Linked DNA regions of Mus musculus: all the other regions are linked to region 4. A link is a contact called in public promoter capture Hi-C data. All regions are on one chromosome and are shown on one strand. The core of a region is the stretch at or near the end of the contact, and the rest is flanking DNA. Distances in the headings are between cores, read along the strand shown.

What was found. Promoter capture Hi-C pulls out the DNA fragments that hold promoters and counts their contacts. Capture Hi-C pulls out chosen DNA fragments and counts their contacts.
Region 1: a contact with region 4 is called in a promoter capture Hi-C map of hematopoietic stem and progenitor cells, with 2.6 times the contacts expected there. The contact joins the promoter of Car14 here to the promoter of Golph3l in region 4. A contact is called at or near these places in 2 of 39 promoter capture datasets (hematopoietic stem and progenitor cells and stem cell-derived epiblast-like cells), 1 of 15 datasets of contacts at CTCF or cohesin (the NIH/3T3 cell line), 3 of 115 datasets of contacts at active chromatin or transcription factors (bone marrow-derived macrophages, embryonic stem cells and pancreatic cancer cells) and 2 of 9 other capture datasets (adipose tissue and pancreatic islet).
Region 2: a contact with region 4 is called in a promoter capture Hi-C map of pancreatic islet. The contact joins the promoter of Prpf3 here to the promoter of Golph3l in region 4. A contact is called at or near these places in 12 of 39 promoter capture datasets (the 3T3-L1 cell line, the C10 cell line, cranial neural crest and 8 more), 2 of 484 Hi-C or Micro-C datasets (the HPC-5 cell line and bone marrow-derived macrophages), 2 of 115 datasets of contacts at active chromatin or transcription factors (large pre-B cells and microglia) and 4 of 9 other capture datasets (adipose tissue, liver, macrophages and 1 more).
Region 3: a contact with region 4 is called in a promoter capture Hi-C map of second pharyngeal arch cranial neural crest. The contact joins the promoter of Vps45 here to the promoter of Golph3l in region 4. A contact is called at or near these places in 2 of 39 promoter capture datasets (liver and second pharyngeal arch cranial neural crest), 1 of 15 datasets of contacts at CTCF or cohesin (the NIH/3T3 cell line) and 1 of 115 datasets of contacts at active chromatin or transcription factors (effector CD8 T cells).
Region 5: a contact with region 4 is called in a promoter capture Hi-C map of adipose tissue. The contact joins the promoter of Prune1 here to the promoter of Golph3l in region 4. A contact is called at or near these places in 3 of 39 promoter capture datasets (cranial neural crest, hippocampal neurons and stem cell-derived epiblast-like cells), 1 of 484 Hi-C or Micro-C datasets (muscle stem cells), 1 of 115 datasets of contacts at active chromatin or transcription factors (effector CD8 T cells) and 2 of 9 other capture datasets (adipose tissue and pancreatic islet).

What each region holds. Positions count from the first base shown.
Region 1 is chr3:95,903,365-95,906,064 of GRCm38.p6, forward strand. Car14 (carbonic anhydrase 14) reads right to left here and starts at 1,321. Exons shown (of 11, transcript NM_011797.3): 1 at 956-1,321. The coding sequence starts at 1,010.
Region 2 is chr3:95,854,448-95,857,147 of GRCm38.p6, forward strand. It overlaps Prpf3 (pre-mRNA processing factor 3), which reads right to left and starts at 1,438. Exons shown (of 16, transcript NM_001316751.2): 1 at 1,302-1,438.
Region 3 is chr3:96,057,107-96,059,811 of GRCm38.p6, forward strand. It overlaps Vps45 (vacuolar protein sorting 45), which reads right to left and starts at 1,349. Exons shown (of 15, transcript NM_013841.3): 1 at 576-1,349; 2 at 1-8. The coding sequence starts at 668.
Region 4 is chr3:95,587,592-95,590,291 of GRCm38.p6, forward strand. It overlaps Golph3l (golgi phosphoprotein 3-like), which reads left to right and starts at 1,343. Exons shown (of 5, transcript NM_146133.3): 1 at 1,343-1,543. The coding sequence starts at 1,376. It overlaps Hormad1 (HORMA domain containing 1), which reads left to right. Exons shown (of 15, transcript NM_001289532.1): 15 at 1-269. Gm40097 (a long non-coding RNA gene) reads right to left here and starts at 1,226. Exons shown (of 3, transcript XR_867468.2): 1 at 1,054-1,226.
Region 5 is chr3:95,280,787-95,283,486 of GRCm38.p6, forward strand. It overlaps Prune1 (prune exopolyphosphatase), which reads right to left and starts at 1,290. Exons shown (of 8, transcript NM_173347.2): 1 at 799-1,290. The coding sequence starts at 837. It overlaps Mindy1 (MINDY lysine 48 deubiquitinase 1), which reads left to right and starts at 2,149. Exons shown (of 10, transcript NM_199475.1): 1 at 2,149-2,700.

The DNA of each region.
Region 1 (2,700 bases), core at 71-2,570, 320 kb after region 4:
ATGCTCTGAGCTGATTCTAATGCCTCTTTTTTCCTCTTTCCAAATTGTTTCTTCTCAGAAGAGATTTGTGACTCCTCATTTTCTTTTGGATCCCTTGGTCCCATCTTCCTCTCGCTTTCTAGATAATCCCCCCCCCCACCTCGTCCTTCCAATAAACTTTAATCCCTCACCTACTATGTGCTGGATACAGAATGGGGCCTGAGAAGCACAAAAACAGGGTGTAGAAACCAGGCATGGGGAGGCAGAGCCAAGCAGGTCTAACCTCAGCTACAGAGTGAGTTTGAGATAGGTCTGGCCACGTGAAACCTTGTCTCAAAAAAAAAAGTAAATAAAAATAAGCAATAACAACAAAAAAAGTTGTGGGAATCCTTCAGGCGTTCCAGAAACAACTTAGCTTGTTTTCTCCAACGTCTCCCCACCTCTCTCCTAATCCTGAAAGCCCTTTGTACACTATAAAGAGCTGAGCAAACGTTTAGTCGTGTTCCTTTCAGGGAAATGGACCAGCTGCCCCTGCCCCTTGGCAGGTAATGGAGTTATCCTTTGATCAGCAGAGGGTCGGGGTCTGAGTCGGGCAGGACTGCAGCACGTGTCCCTTCTCACCCCTGCTCTCCCTAACCAGCAGAGTGCGTAAACAAAGACGGGCAGGAGGGCTGCCCGGGACTAGGGCAGTGGGGAAAGAGTGGACTGGAGAACTGTAGCTGGCCGAGTGTCCTACACTCCTGAGCATTCACACACTGGCCTCTGGCTAGCTCTCCCTGTCGCAGAGATAGCAGTAATCGCTGGGTTAGAGAGGAAAAGGAAAAGAATGGAAGGATCTCCTCCATAGTCTTTCTCCCACCCCATGCCTCCCCCCCCTACCCCCCAGCCCCTAGGCTTCCCTTTCTGAAACCTCTCCTCCCCCACATAAGTACACATGGCTACGGGTGGACATTAGCACAGACCCAGTTGTACCTACCCCCATCTGCAGCCAGGATCCAAGTCACCTTTAACAGGAGAGCGAAGAACAACATATTATCCCCACAATGGGGTACAAGGGACCAGGAATTTGGGGTTTAGAAGAGAGAGGTGGAGAGGGAGGGAGAGAGAGGAGTTTCTGGCGTTCTATCTCTTTTCTTCTTGTCTCTGTCTCTGCAGACTTCCAGGGACTTGATTTTCCACAGGTTAACACGAACTTCTGGATCCCAGGATAAATTTCTTCCTCTCTCACTTTCTCTCTCTTCCTCTCTCTGCCCTCTCCGTATGTCCCTTCGTAATCTCCACACCACTTACTGGCCAGCAACTTCACAGTTGCCTCCCGCTTTTAAGGTGGCTCGAAACCGGTGTACGTGAGGAGGGGGGTGGTGCCTGGGCTGCAGCCGAGCAGCTCCTTAAATAGCGGATTAGGCATGCAGGATGGCCCAGCAGAGCCCAGCGCCCTGGCCTTGGCTCAGGACCCTGGAGTGAGCTCTTCCTTTGCTATTTACACTGCCGCTCGTACGGGTGTCCCCTGGAACTCTCGGTCAGGGAAGGGGGGTTTCGCACCTCTCCCTCCCAGGACACCGTGTTCTCATTCCCCTGCCTGAGGAGCACATCCCTGGGTGGTATGGGACTGCTGGTGGGGAACCTGTTTCTGAAACCAAGAGAAGTTGAGCTGGTTGGAACCAGAAAGAATTCAGATTCGGGAGATAGGAGAACAGAAGTTGGAGGCTCAGGGAGCAGGTGGGGAGTGGAAAGTCAAACTTTAAAATCTGGATTGTGGAGAGCAAGAAGTGGGGCGAGGAGAATATTTGTCTTCTGCCTCGTCTTTCTCTGGCGCCTGTCACCACCCCCTTCCCTTGGTGAGGCTTAGGTCCACGTGCCTGTGTAGCCTGGGGTGGGGGTGCGGTTTTGTTTGCCGGATAAAGCCCATTTGTGTGCACAGCGGGGGAGGGGTTGTCGCAGCACCAGGGAGAGACAGCATTCTAACTACCAGATCCAGCCACCTCCCTCCCCAGGGAGCCCAGATCTAGGGCGCCTTTTGTCACTGAAGAGGACACTGACCCCTAGCAGAGAGGCCGGGCAGGAGGAGTGATGGGTGACTGTAGAAACAATTACTGTCACCATGAGAAAAAGGCGGACTCCAAAGAAAGAGAGGGGAGGGGCCATAGAAAGGCCATGTGACCAGGTGGGTGAGGGGTCCAGGGGCTTCCCGCCCACCCAACAAAGGGTCCAGGCAGGTCCTGTGGGATCAAGTGAAACTTGCTGTGGTGGAACTGAGTTTGCTAGTGGAGCATGGAGGCTGCGTGGCGTCTCAGGAATGTGGCTGGTGTGCGCTCCCCCACGGGACTAGAAATCCCGATCGGAATGTACATCCTAAGTCCCTCATTAGTGAGTGTGAAGACCACAGATAATTTCAAGCTAGATGGTGAAATCTCTCCTCCATAACCTCTGTGAGGTCTTTCTGCCCTCCTTACTCCTATCAAGTAGCAATAAATAGCCAAAACAAAGGAGCAGAAGCCAAACAAGGGCACGGGATAAAAGCCAAATGAACAGAATAATGCATGTGCCAGGTCATCACTCCTGCGGAGACAGGAGCTCAGAGTGCTTTTCTGTCCCACGACTGAGCTTCAGAGTAAGGACTTTTTAAAAATATATATATATATTTAAAATACACACACACACACACACACACACACACACACACACACACAACGTTTTATCGCTTTGCGAATACTTCATCCC
Region 2 (2,700 bases), core at 188-2,687, 270 kb after region 4:
CCCATAAGACCTCCTCTTAGCACTGCCATGCATCTTAGTATGATCTGGGAATTACTCTTTCAAGATGTTTAAAGACATCTAAAAAATGCAACCTCAGAATGATCATACAAGCCTGTGATCCCAGCACAAGGGGAATCAGGAGTTCAAGTCCAGCCTTGGCTACAGAGTTCAACATCACCGGTGGCTACATGAGACCTTGTCATAAAAAAAAAAAAAAAAAAAAAAAGATGCAGTCTAATTAGCTCCTACATTCTTGACAGATTTCTCTCTCATAAGATCTGTCAATACACAGTATTTAATACATCTGAATGAATCTGGAAGGCTGTTTCTCAGTGACAACTTTTATGAATAATCCTGGGATAGCTTTTTTGGGCCATCATGAGATAGCAGTATACTGCCTATCAAAAAGAAAGCAACCACAGGCACTAAAAGTGGAGAAGAAAGCCCATTTAAGATAGAATATAGTAAGCACCACCATTCATAAGCCCTTAGGAAAGCAAGTTAATTCCCGAGAGCCTCAGTATACTTATCTTAGAAAATGAGACATCTGGTATAACACTCCATTCAATAAATACTTAAGTTACTATTTCTTGTCAAGCAGAATACTTACTGCATGTAAGGACACACACAGCAGTGAACAAAACAGCCAAGAATCCTCATGTTAATGGGACTTACAACCCACTACAATTGAATAATAGGCTAGAAAGTTTAAGCAATTTTCAAAATCCAGAGTAATAGGTGAAGCATATTAAGCATATTGGATGTAAGCTCAAGAAATATACTAACAAATGGATGTCTTCAAATTCGACCCGAATGTGCAAACGAAACAGTCAATGGATAAGAAAGTTTCAGTCAGTAGAGTTGTCACTAACCAGATGTTCAACTCTAATAGCGAGGGGGCGTCAGCGTCGGTGGGGGGCTGGGGGGTGGAGGGGAAGGGGAAGGGGAAGGGGAGGGAGGCAGAACGCTGTCTTCTGAATGAGCAGGTAGCAGAATCTCATCTTCCGAAGGGATTCCTTACTTTTCTACGCTACAAGCCCCTGGAACCCCATGCTCCGGTCTTTGCTATCTTCCCACCTGGCCCCGGCCCCACCGAGTCCGCGCTAACTCCTCACCTCAGGGCAGGTTTGCCCACCCTGCTGCTTCCCGCCCCCGCCCTTTGCCTTCAGCCAGCCCATTCTGACTTCTTCCCCGGACAGAACCAGGGAGTCCTCCCAGCCTGCTTCCCGCCGAGCACTCCCGCCCTGTCCAGCCGCTCGCACCGAAGGCTACAGCCTTTCGGGCGCGGGGCCACTACTCACCTCACAAACTTCAGCCCCTGAGACGGAGCCCGAACGTTACACCGGAACCGGAAACCTTCCGGTTGCCCTACGGCCCGCCGTCGCTACCGCCACACACCGCCACGCTGCGGTCCCTACGGCACGTGACTACGGAAGGCGGGGCCTCAGCTGCGCAGCCGCGGTATCAAGGTGCCGGCCGCGGGGCGCACGCGCCGCGGGATCCTAAAGCCTAGTCCGCGGGTTGTCCCGGAGCGATGCCAACGTTAGTTCGGGCATTATTTCCCGGAGCAGAAATCGGTTGGCATCACATTCCCTCGGGTCCAAAGAGTTAGTGCGCTAAGATTATCACTTAGAACTAAAAGCAAGGACGTCCACATTCGTACTCAAAGTGTCCTTTCTAGTTTAAAAAAAAAAAAATTGTGATCTCTAGCATTAGCTGCCCTCCCTTAACTTTGCCTCCCTAATTTAAAATCGATACCAGAGACCAGGCAACAAAAAAGAACAGATTCAGAGCTATCCCCTGGCTTCCCATTCGCCAATGAAACACCAAAACCTGCCTCACTTCCTAACCTCTAGGGATAACAGTATTCCAATTGCTAGCTCAGCCTCAGAAACCAGACTACTTTCTCGCTTGTCGCTTTCTGCCTTGCATGGCTCTTTACTAAGAAAACTACAAGATTTGCACTCCACTCTACTTCGGGTTTGTGCTCAAATTAGCCTTAGAGAAGCCTTTCTGGCCGCCCTATTTAATTTTGATACTTGACGCTCTAGAGTCCCACTTTTTTTTTCTTTTTTCTTTTTTTTTTCCTTATTGTACTTGTAGTATCATCTACCGTATTCATAAAAGTTAACTTAGGCTTTGTACTAGTCAGGGTTCTCTAGAGTCATAGAACTTATGGGTAGTCTCTGTATAGTAAGGGGATTTGTTGATGACTTACAGTCTGTAGTCCAAGTCCCAACAATGGGCAGCAGCAGCTATGAAAGGAAGTTCAAGGATCTAGCAGTTGCTCAGTCCCACAAGACAAGCAGGTGGAGAAGAGAGAGAGAATCTTCCTTCTTCCAATGTCCTTATGTAGGTCTCCAGCAGAAGGTGTGGCCCAGATGAAAGGTGTGTGCCACCAAGCCTTCAACTCAAAGATCCCCCAGTCTTAATTTTCTGGAATTTATAGCCACTATGCCTCAAGATCTCCGTGCCAAGATCCAGGTCAGAAATTGTATATCTCAGCCTCCAGATTAGGATCACAGGTGAGCCTTCCAATTCTGAATTGTAGTTCATTCCAAATATAGTCAAGTAGATAACCAGGAATAGCCACCACACGCTTAGTGCTTATACTTACAGTAACACTCATACAATTAAGTACTTAATAAATACTTGTCTACCATGGCAAGTTCCCCACTACACATCCCCCAAATAAAATGT
Region 3 (2,705 bases), core at 99-2,598, 470 kb after region 4:
ATACCAGTCTGTAAAGCAAAAGAACGAACTAAGATTATACTAGTCCGGACTAGTAAAAACATGCATCAATAGTTAAGCCTTTTGCCACTAATATTTGAGTAGGTAATTTAAATTCTAATATACAGAATAATATTTACCTAATATCCAAAACAGGCTGTAATGTGTTAGAATGAAAACCTACCACTCTCTCTGAACATGAACAACTCAGAAACTTCTAAAGAGGATCTTCACCATTCCTTTACAATTCCTTTTTTAAAGTTGTGGTCAACAAATAGCCTGTTATTTCAGCTGAACCCCAACAATTTACTTTTAAAAACAACGTTGAGTAAAGTCTTCCCTGTGTCGCCAGTAACAATTTCTTTGCAGACACTCTTTCAGGTGTAAGAAGTCTCTTGGCACCAGTTAGAGCTGGTTAGACTGCACACCCACTGGGAAAGCATTCTACAACTTTCCCAGTGCCAGACAGACTTGATCATCGTCATCAGTGAAATGCTAAGTTCTACAGCGGAACGGGGCCAGCAATTCTAAAGGAAGGGAGAGCTTCCTTTATAAATACTGAGCAAAAGCAAACTCACCGTTTCTTTATCCATGAGAAGTACCTTCATGCCCGGCCCGCTGTCCTCTATCATTTTGGAAATATACTGCTTCACAGCAAAGACCACATTCATGGTGGCGAATTGACAGGTGCCCCACAGCCCTTCCCACCCACTTTCCTGGCTGAATTAACCTCAGGCCTGTTGGGTCTCAGCTGCTTCCGGTCGCCAAAGCCTCGGCTTCCGGGAGTCCGGGTAGCTCCGATACTGGGAATTGTAGTTCCTCCGTGGAGTCCGGGACTCAGACTCAGCAGCTAAGCGACGGTGCCATTCCCGACGCTTCTCGGTAGGGAGTGGAAGGCAGCCTGTTTCCCCGAACCCGCGCTGTGCTGGCTTCTGGTCCTGAGTAGGGAAGCGCTTGGCGCACCGCGGGATACAGCTCTCTCGGACACTGTTTGCTGAGCATCTTTTCTGAAGCCCTCGCACGTCATCGTAGCACTGGGCAGGCTGGGGCAGCGGGGTCCCAGGTCTGTACTGCATAGCAAGTTCTCTGATAGCCCAGGCTAGGTTACAGAGGCAGCCCCGGTTTTCTAAAGTATCCAAACAAAGTAGCATCAAGAGACGGCATTTTGTATTTGGTAGGTCATAGAATGAGACTCAACTGGGTTTCCTAAAGAGAGAAGGGGAGCTGAAATTCATCACGTTTGTTGAATGAAGAAACAATGGGAACGCTATTTAGAGATGTTGTAGACCTTAGAGACCCCAGGAAGGCGCGGAGCTTCCACCCGCCCCCTACTCAGGACCGCTGGGACTGCGAGCTCGCGGCGCCCAAAGTACTGAATTTGGTTGGCTTTCAGGGACGCCGGGTTTCCAGGGCCCCTGCAATGGGCGGGGACAGTTAATTCATTGGGGCCGGAACAAAACCAACTTGAGAATTTAAAGGTAAACACATTTTTAATCTAAGAAGCAAGAACAATTAGCAATCAACTGGATCTTAAAGCTTCAGTTTCCAAAAAATTCAACAGATGACACACTATTATCACACTTCGGATCAAGGTGTTTTGTTCCTCACCTTCTTACAATAGAGAACTGTACAACCAGGAAGACAAATAACTGCAACAAATCATTGGCTATTAGTGCTTCAAATATTTACACCAAAATAATGACGTGTGTGAGATGTGAAACTGCAAAGGATCACCAGAGGTGAGAAGGAGATTTTAAGAGAGGGAGACCCGGATAGACATAGTATTGGAATACAAGGGAATGAATACAAGGAGCACAAAACAGACAGACTATTTAGTAGAGGAAGGGGACCAGGGAGCTTTAGGAACCGCGGGGTTAGGGGTAGAGGGGCTGGAGGCAGGAAAAAAAGGAAACACATTAGAATGAGATATTATTGTCATGTGTATAAATGCCATTATGAGACTCATTGAGAATGCTAATTTAAAAAATTAATTTAAAATCAACACAGCACCACTAAATACTAGTTTTTTCAACATACTGTAAGAAATATGCGGTTAAATAGAATAGAAGAACTTAATCGGGTTATGCAAATTATGCGAAGTTTCCAAATCCCTTGAGGAAGACTAGAAGTCACTTGAAATACAGGTATTTGTCACTTCTAAAATTGTGAAAATGTGTTCTTTTCAGTTTTCCAGTCAATAAATAAACCAGTAAATAAAACTTCCCATTGGGCACAGTACAGGTTTTGAGACTTTCTTTCTTCTTCCTTTTTGTTTGAATAAGGCTTTGCAATGTAACACGGGCTGACTTTGAACGCGTGACCCCTCAGTGTCTGCAGTGCTGGAGTTACTGGTGTGCATATGTTTTGACAGAAGCCTTAAAGCTTTATATTAAACGAGTCAGTGGGATATTAACTACACACAAATGAGATCTAATGTTATATACAATCCTGTTTTATCAGCAAAAAAGTTCATATATTATAGAAAACTGACTCATCAAAGAAAATAAAATTTACCCACAAATCTAGCAAGTTACTGGTATCTGAAAAATCACCATCACCCATGTTGCTTGGATTCTATTTCCTTACCTGGACTGTAATATAGTATGTCATATTTTTTCAACTTTCTGTATCTTAAAAAGAACAAGCCAGCAGTGGTGTCACACACCTTTAATCCCAGCACTCAGGAGGCAGAGACAGGCAGATCTCTG
Region 4 (2,700 bases), core at 93-2,592:
TATTATATTGTGTTTACCTGAGATAAATCCAAGGGAACTTTTGACTAAACAAAAATACAAATGTCATTGATTCTGCTCATATCCACTGAATACAACCTGCCTTCTATTTTAAAGAAAGCTTTTTTTTTAAATGTGTTAAGTTTTAAGGCCCTCTAAAACCATTTTTGAAGTGTTTATTCTGACTTTAAAATTCTGTAAGGATACACTTTTTACTTATGTTAAAACTGTACCATTTACTTGGTGCTATTAAAACAATGTTTGCTATTTTGATATAGTGTGTTATTAACAACTTTTTTTTTTTAATATTTATTTATTTATTATATGTAAGTACACTGTAGCTGTCTTCAGACACACCAGAAGAGGGCATCAGATTTCATTACAGATGGTTATGAGCCACCATGTGGTTGCTGGGATTTGAACTCATGACCTTTGGAAGAGCAGTCGGCACTCTTAACCGCTGAGCCATCTCACCAGCCCTATTAACAACTTTTAAATATGTATTTAGAGCAAAAATGATAAAAGCAATGGCCAATAAAAAAAAGACCGGCATCTTAATACCATGACTAAGATGCTCAGTGTGCAGGGTCTTTCAGGGCTTCTAGTTATTTAATTAACAGAAAGTGTTCAGCTATTAATTTTGAGAGAATTTAAGTAAGTATATCTTTCGCGAGGTGGACACATTTTAGAACTTTTGAGTGGTAGTGTGAACAATTGTTTTGCTGAGAGACCTGGAACCTAGCCCCACCCAAGCTATTTGCTTCCTTTGCTTCAGAAAAGGAAGACCTAAAAACTTGATCTGTTTCCGTCTTGTAATTTTAGCAGCCATATTCCAAACTGTACAGTAGCTACAGGATTATCAAAGTGGGATAACATCCCTCTAGAGCTGTTATGTGTGTAATAGTACCCATGCTGTTCAGTATAAACAGCACAAACCGAGTCAGATTACGTTTTTCTAGAGGCAAAGTTAAGCTCAGAGTTTACTCTTAGCCTTATTGCTTGGATGCCAACATTTCTTAACCAGCAGTGCCAATACAGACAGCTACAGAAAAACACCTGCTACACTGAAATTGGCCAACAGAATCCTTTCGTGATTGGCAGCACTGTGCTATCTCACAGAATACTTTGATTGGGTAATTTCATCGGGGTGGGATGCAGCCTTTTCCTCGCAGCCACCGAGGTTCCTTCATTGGACAGACCAGCTGTCAGGTTGAACCCAAACCTGCCTCCTTTTGGTGATGTTTGTCTGGATCGCAACACAATAGCCCGGAGGACCTCCCCTCGTAAGCTCCGATTGGCTAGAGTCAAACTTGGGGGTTTCTGATTGGCCCAATGAAGAAACACCAAGGTAGGTTGCCTAGTGATCCTGAGGAAGCTGATGTGTTATTCCCTCTCTGCAACGAAGGATCAGGAAGTTTGTACTCTCTGTGTGGCTGAGAAGTTTTTCACCTACTGGAACCCGCCTAGGGTACGGGAAACAGGTGCCCTCCAAAACGAGAGCGCGAACTGCAGCCTACGTCCCACTGCAGCTCAGGAGCAACGTCAGGTGAGCAAATATAACACTTCTTAACATCCAACAGAGCTGGTCAGTATTTTACTTTAGAGAGAAAGGGTGGTTTTTACTTATTTGTTGTTGCTCATCATGTTTTCAAGTAGGGTATTTTAACTAATAAGTGGCCACAGGGAAATGATGAATTCCTCAAAGAAAATTGCCCCCATTCTCCCCGGGGTGTTAAAGTTTCTTGGATTGGGTTTGGAAATAATGCCAAATGGAATTGGCACCCTAAGGCATTGTTCTGTGTTCTGTTCCTTCACTCTTCTTACTTCCCCTGAAAATTATATTTGAAATATACGCTTGTATGAAGAATTGTTTGTAAGACTCTTGGTGTGTATTTCTGGTGCTGTTTAATGAGTATATATTTATTTGAGCAGTTAAAACGTTAAAGATATTGTGCTAGTTGCTATGGAGAATATAAAAATTAAAAGATGACAATATTTCAGCCCTGGAGAAGTTTAATGTAACAGACAGCCATAACAAAAGAGGGACTATAATAAACATTTTAAAGGGCTTAAGTATAAATTTCTGTTTACATACAACTGAAGAAAAATCCATTTCTAAGTGTTTAATATATGCATAGTGGAGAGATAGAATTCACCTTAAGGCCTCACTTGTCTTTAGTAGGCCTTCAAAGACTGGACAGACAGTATTTAGGGAGGAAAGGAAAAGGAAGAAAACTCCAAGATCACAAGGATCAGAGGCAGAAAGAAAGCAAGATAAAATTGTTGAACTAGGCACAACCATAGCACATTTTAAATATTATTCTTTTGACCTCAAAGATATATAATTGCTGATAGTTTTTGACTTGCTTTTAATCATAAAAATTGACATTTATACCAGGCAGTGGTGACACACCTCTAATTCCAGCACTTGGGGAGCAGAGGCAGGTGGATCTCTAAGTTCAAGGCCAGCCTGGTCTACATAATGAATTCCAAGATAGCTAGGACATTTACACAGAGCAACCCTGTTTTGTTTCGTTCTAAACAAACGAAAAATAAAATACATTTACATTTGTATGAACTGTGCTAACTTTAAGCTTTATCACAGATGACTTAGACAAGTGTAATGCTTAGTATAAAAGGGTGTGTGCTCAGATTTTTTTTCCCCCATTTATGGGAATGGTACTTAGGACCTTATATATGCTA
Region 5 (2,700 bases), core at 40-2,539, 310 kb before region 4:
CAGGGGCAGAGAAACTTACAGCAGGGGGCCAGGTGACTTGGAGCCTTTAAAGGGAAGAGCGACCTAATGCCACACAGCCTGTCAACACAGCTGGGCGAGTCCAGCTGGTTCAGGAAGCACCAAAAATAAGCTACAAAGAATTCAGGGCCGTGCTTATGGTTTAGATTCCAAACACACTTTGTGTTTATCCCTTACCAAGGAGGCGGTATTTTTACGTGTGTGTGTGTGTGTGTGTGTGTGTGTGTGTGTGTGTGTATGCGCACGCGCCTGCATTAACACTAAAGGAGAACACTGGAAGCAAAGGAATGTAAGTTGTGGGTCAACATATATGCCTGATGAATTATTCTGTATATTTGGCATAAAAACAAAGATTTAAAGTAAAACACCACGACCGCCTCTACCTAGGAGGGAAAAAAAAAAAAGGCAAACCGCCATTCAGAGGCAATAAAGCGGTGCACCCAGTGCCCTCCACTCCCAGAGGTTCACCTGGACCCAGTGGGCTGAAGCCCGCTTGCGGGAGGGAAACTGAGAGGGGCGGGGAGAAGGGAGAGACACACCTCGCCGGGCGAGGCTGGCGGCCGCCGCACAGGTTCTGCCGAAGGACCCGACTCAAGCAAACCAAGAGACTCCTTTCTCCGGGCTCTCCCGCCTATGGCCGAAGGGCTTGGTCCTCTAGCTCCCCCGCGTCCATCTCTGTGATCCCTCCACACCGACCGTCCGGGCTCCCCAGATCCCACACCTTCGTCCTTCCCAGACCCCACGCTGCATTCCTTTCGGTCACGGACTGGGACCCGTTACCTGCAAAGCGGCTCGACAGTCCTGCAGGTAGTCCTCCATGGTAAAGCCCGAGGTGTGCCGTTGCCCCTCAGCCAGGAGAGGTAACCCGGCAGAATGTACCCCGCCCTAGACCTAGGGTCTAGAGCCGAGAGTCAGGGGGCGGGACTCGAACCCGCCACTAAAGGGTTCGGCCTCCGAACCCCAGGAGGAAGTGCGTAATCCGGCACTCCGGGAGTCCGGCGTTGCCCCGCCCCCCAGCGGCAGAGGCTGGGTTCTGAGCCCAAAGACTCATGGGACGTCAAGGAGGAGTATGGTATATCGCGGTGCCTCCTGGGAAATGTAGTCCAGCAGCTCGTGTTTGTCCTCAAGTGAGCAGTTTTCGGAGGGCTATGACATGCAAATTGTGTATGTGTCACAATAACTCGCCTTTATGGCATCTGAACTTGCAGATAGGACTAAGTATAGTACCTTTCCATATATTACACCGAAAATCTGTTCGAGATTGATGTAAATTAATCTCTCAATTTTTTTTAAAATACAAATTCTTTCTATCTAGCCCAACCTGTCTGGAATTTGTAATCTTTCTCCTCAGTTTCCTGAATACTGGATTCACAGGCCTGGTTTGGTTAGGACTTTAAATTACAACATTGCTGTACATATTATTTATTAAAATAGCTTCCCTGGTTAGGTGTTTTTTCTTTCTTTTTTTTAAATTCTCCCCTTTACCAAACTGACAAATCGTGATCAATGTGTTTGTTCACGATAGGAAAACATTACCATAATGTTTGACTTGTTTTCTTAAAACCTACTGTCGTGCCAACTCTTCCTCCTTCTTCATAGCCTTTCTTCTACAGCCTGAGCAAATACTCCTCATTCATGGGCTGTTGCAACCGTGACTTTGCTTCCTGGGTCTCTGTTGCAACAGTTCTCTCGGCTTTCCGAGTTGCTTGAAGCCTTATCCTTTGGCCGTCACATCAATAGAGTTTAGAGGAGCCTTCAGAACCTAAGGCTGGGTTCCAACATCCCTTAACTGCCACTTGCGTGTCCCAGGGCAGACTACTTGGGGGGAAAATGTCCCTTCATCATAACATGTTCCCTCATTTTTTAATCTATCCCCAGATCGTCCTGCTTCTCGGGGAGGTGAGAAGAGGCAGAAGAGCGTCTTCCTCGCCCCCGACCAGGTACACAGCTGAACCAGTTTCATTCCTAGCCTTTCAAAAAAAGCATACGGGGAAGAAGGGAAGCCTTGGGAAAGAGCTCAGGGGCTCCAGAAAACCAGGAGTGGGAATTTTCTTTCTTATTGAACGAGTACATATGCAAACACAACGCCCTTCCGCCCTGCTTTCTTGGCTCCAGAGCAGAGGGCTGCGGCGGGCATCCAGGGAGGTCTAATCAACAGCCGCTGTCCCGCCCTGCTCCTCCGGGCTCTGCCAGGCCGCTTGCTTTTCCCGGTTCTCACCAGAGAGGCACACGCGCTCCGTCCCTTCCAGCGGCAGGCGGAGGGAAGAGAAAGGGTCTGTTGTTTTTCTCTCTTCCTTTCTGCGGCTCACCGGGCTGCTGACCGGCTCAGACAGCCCTGATGGAAATCCTCGGTAGCTGAGCAGGCCCCTCCTCCTCCTCCTCCTCTAGGGACCGCGTCCTTGGCTAATTTGTCTTTGTCCGGACAGGGGGAAAAGAGGGACAGAGAGAAGAAAAAGAAAAACCACAAACTTCCTTTGAAAGCCAGTTTGTAGGCACGGCCTGGAGCGCACGCCGGAGGCTCGGTGACTCGGGAATCCTGAAGACTCTGGGAAGCCAGGCGGGACCGCCTGCGCTGTGCCTTGCTTGTCCTCGGCCCCGACCCTGCTCCAGCGTCCCCCGTATTGGGCGTGTGTCCGGAAGTGGCAGCGACCCAGGCTGGACGCCGCGAGAGTAAACCCGTGT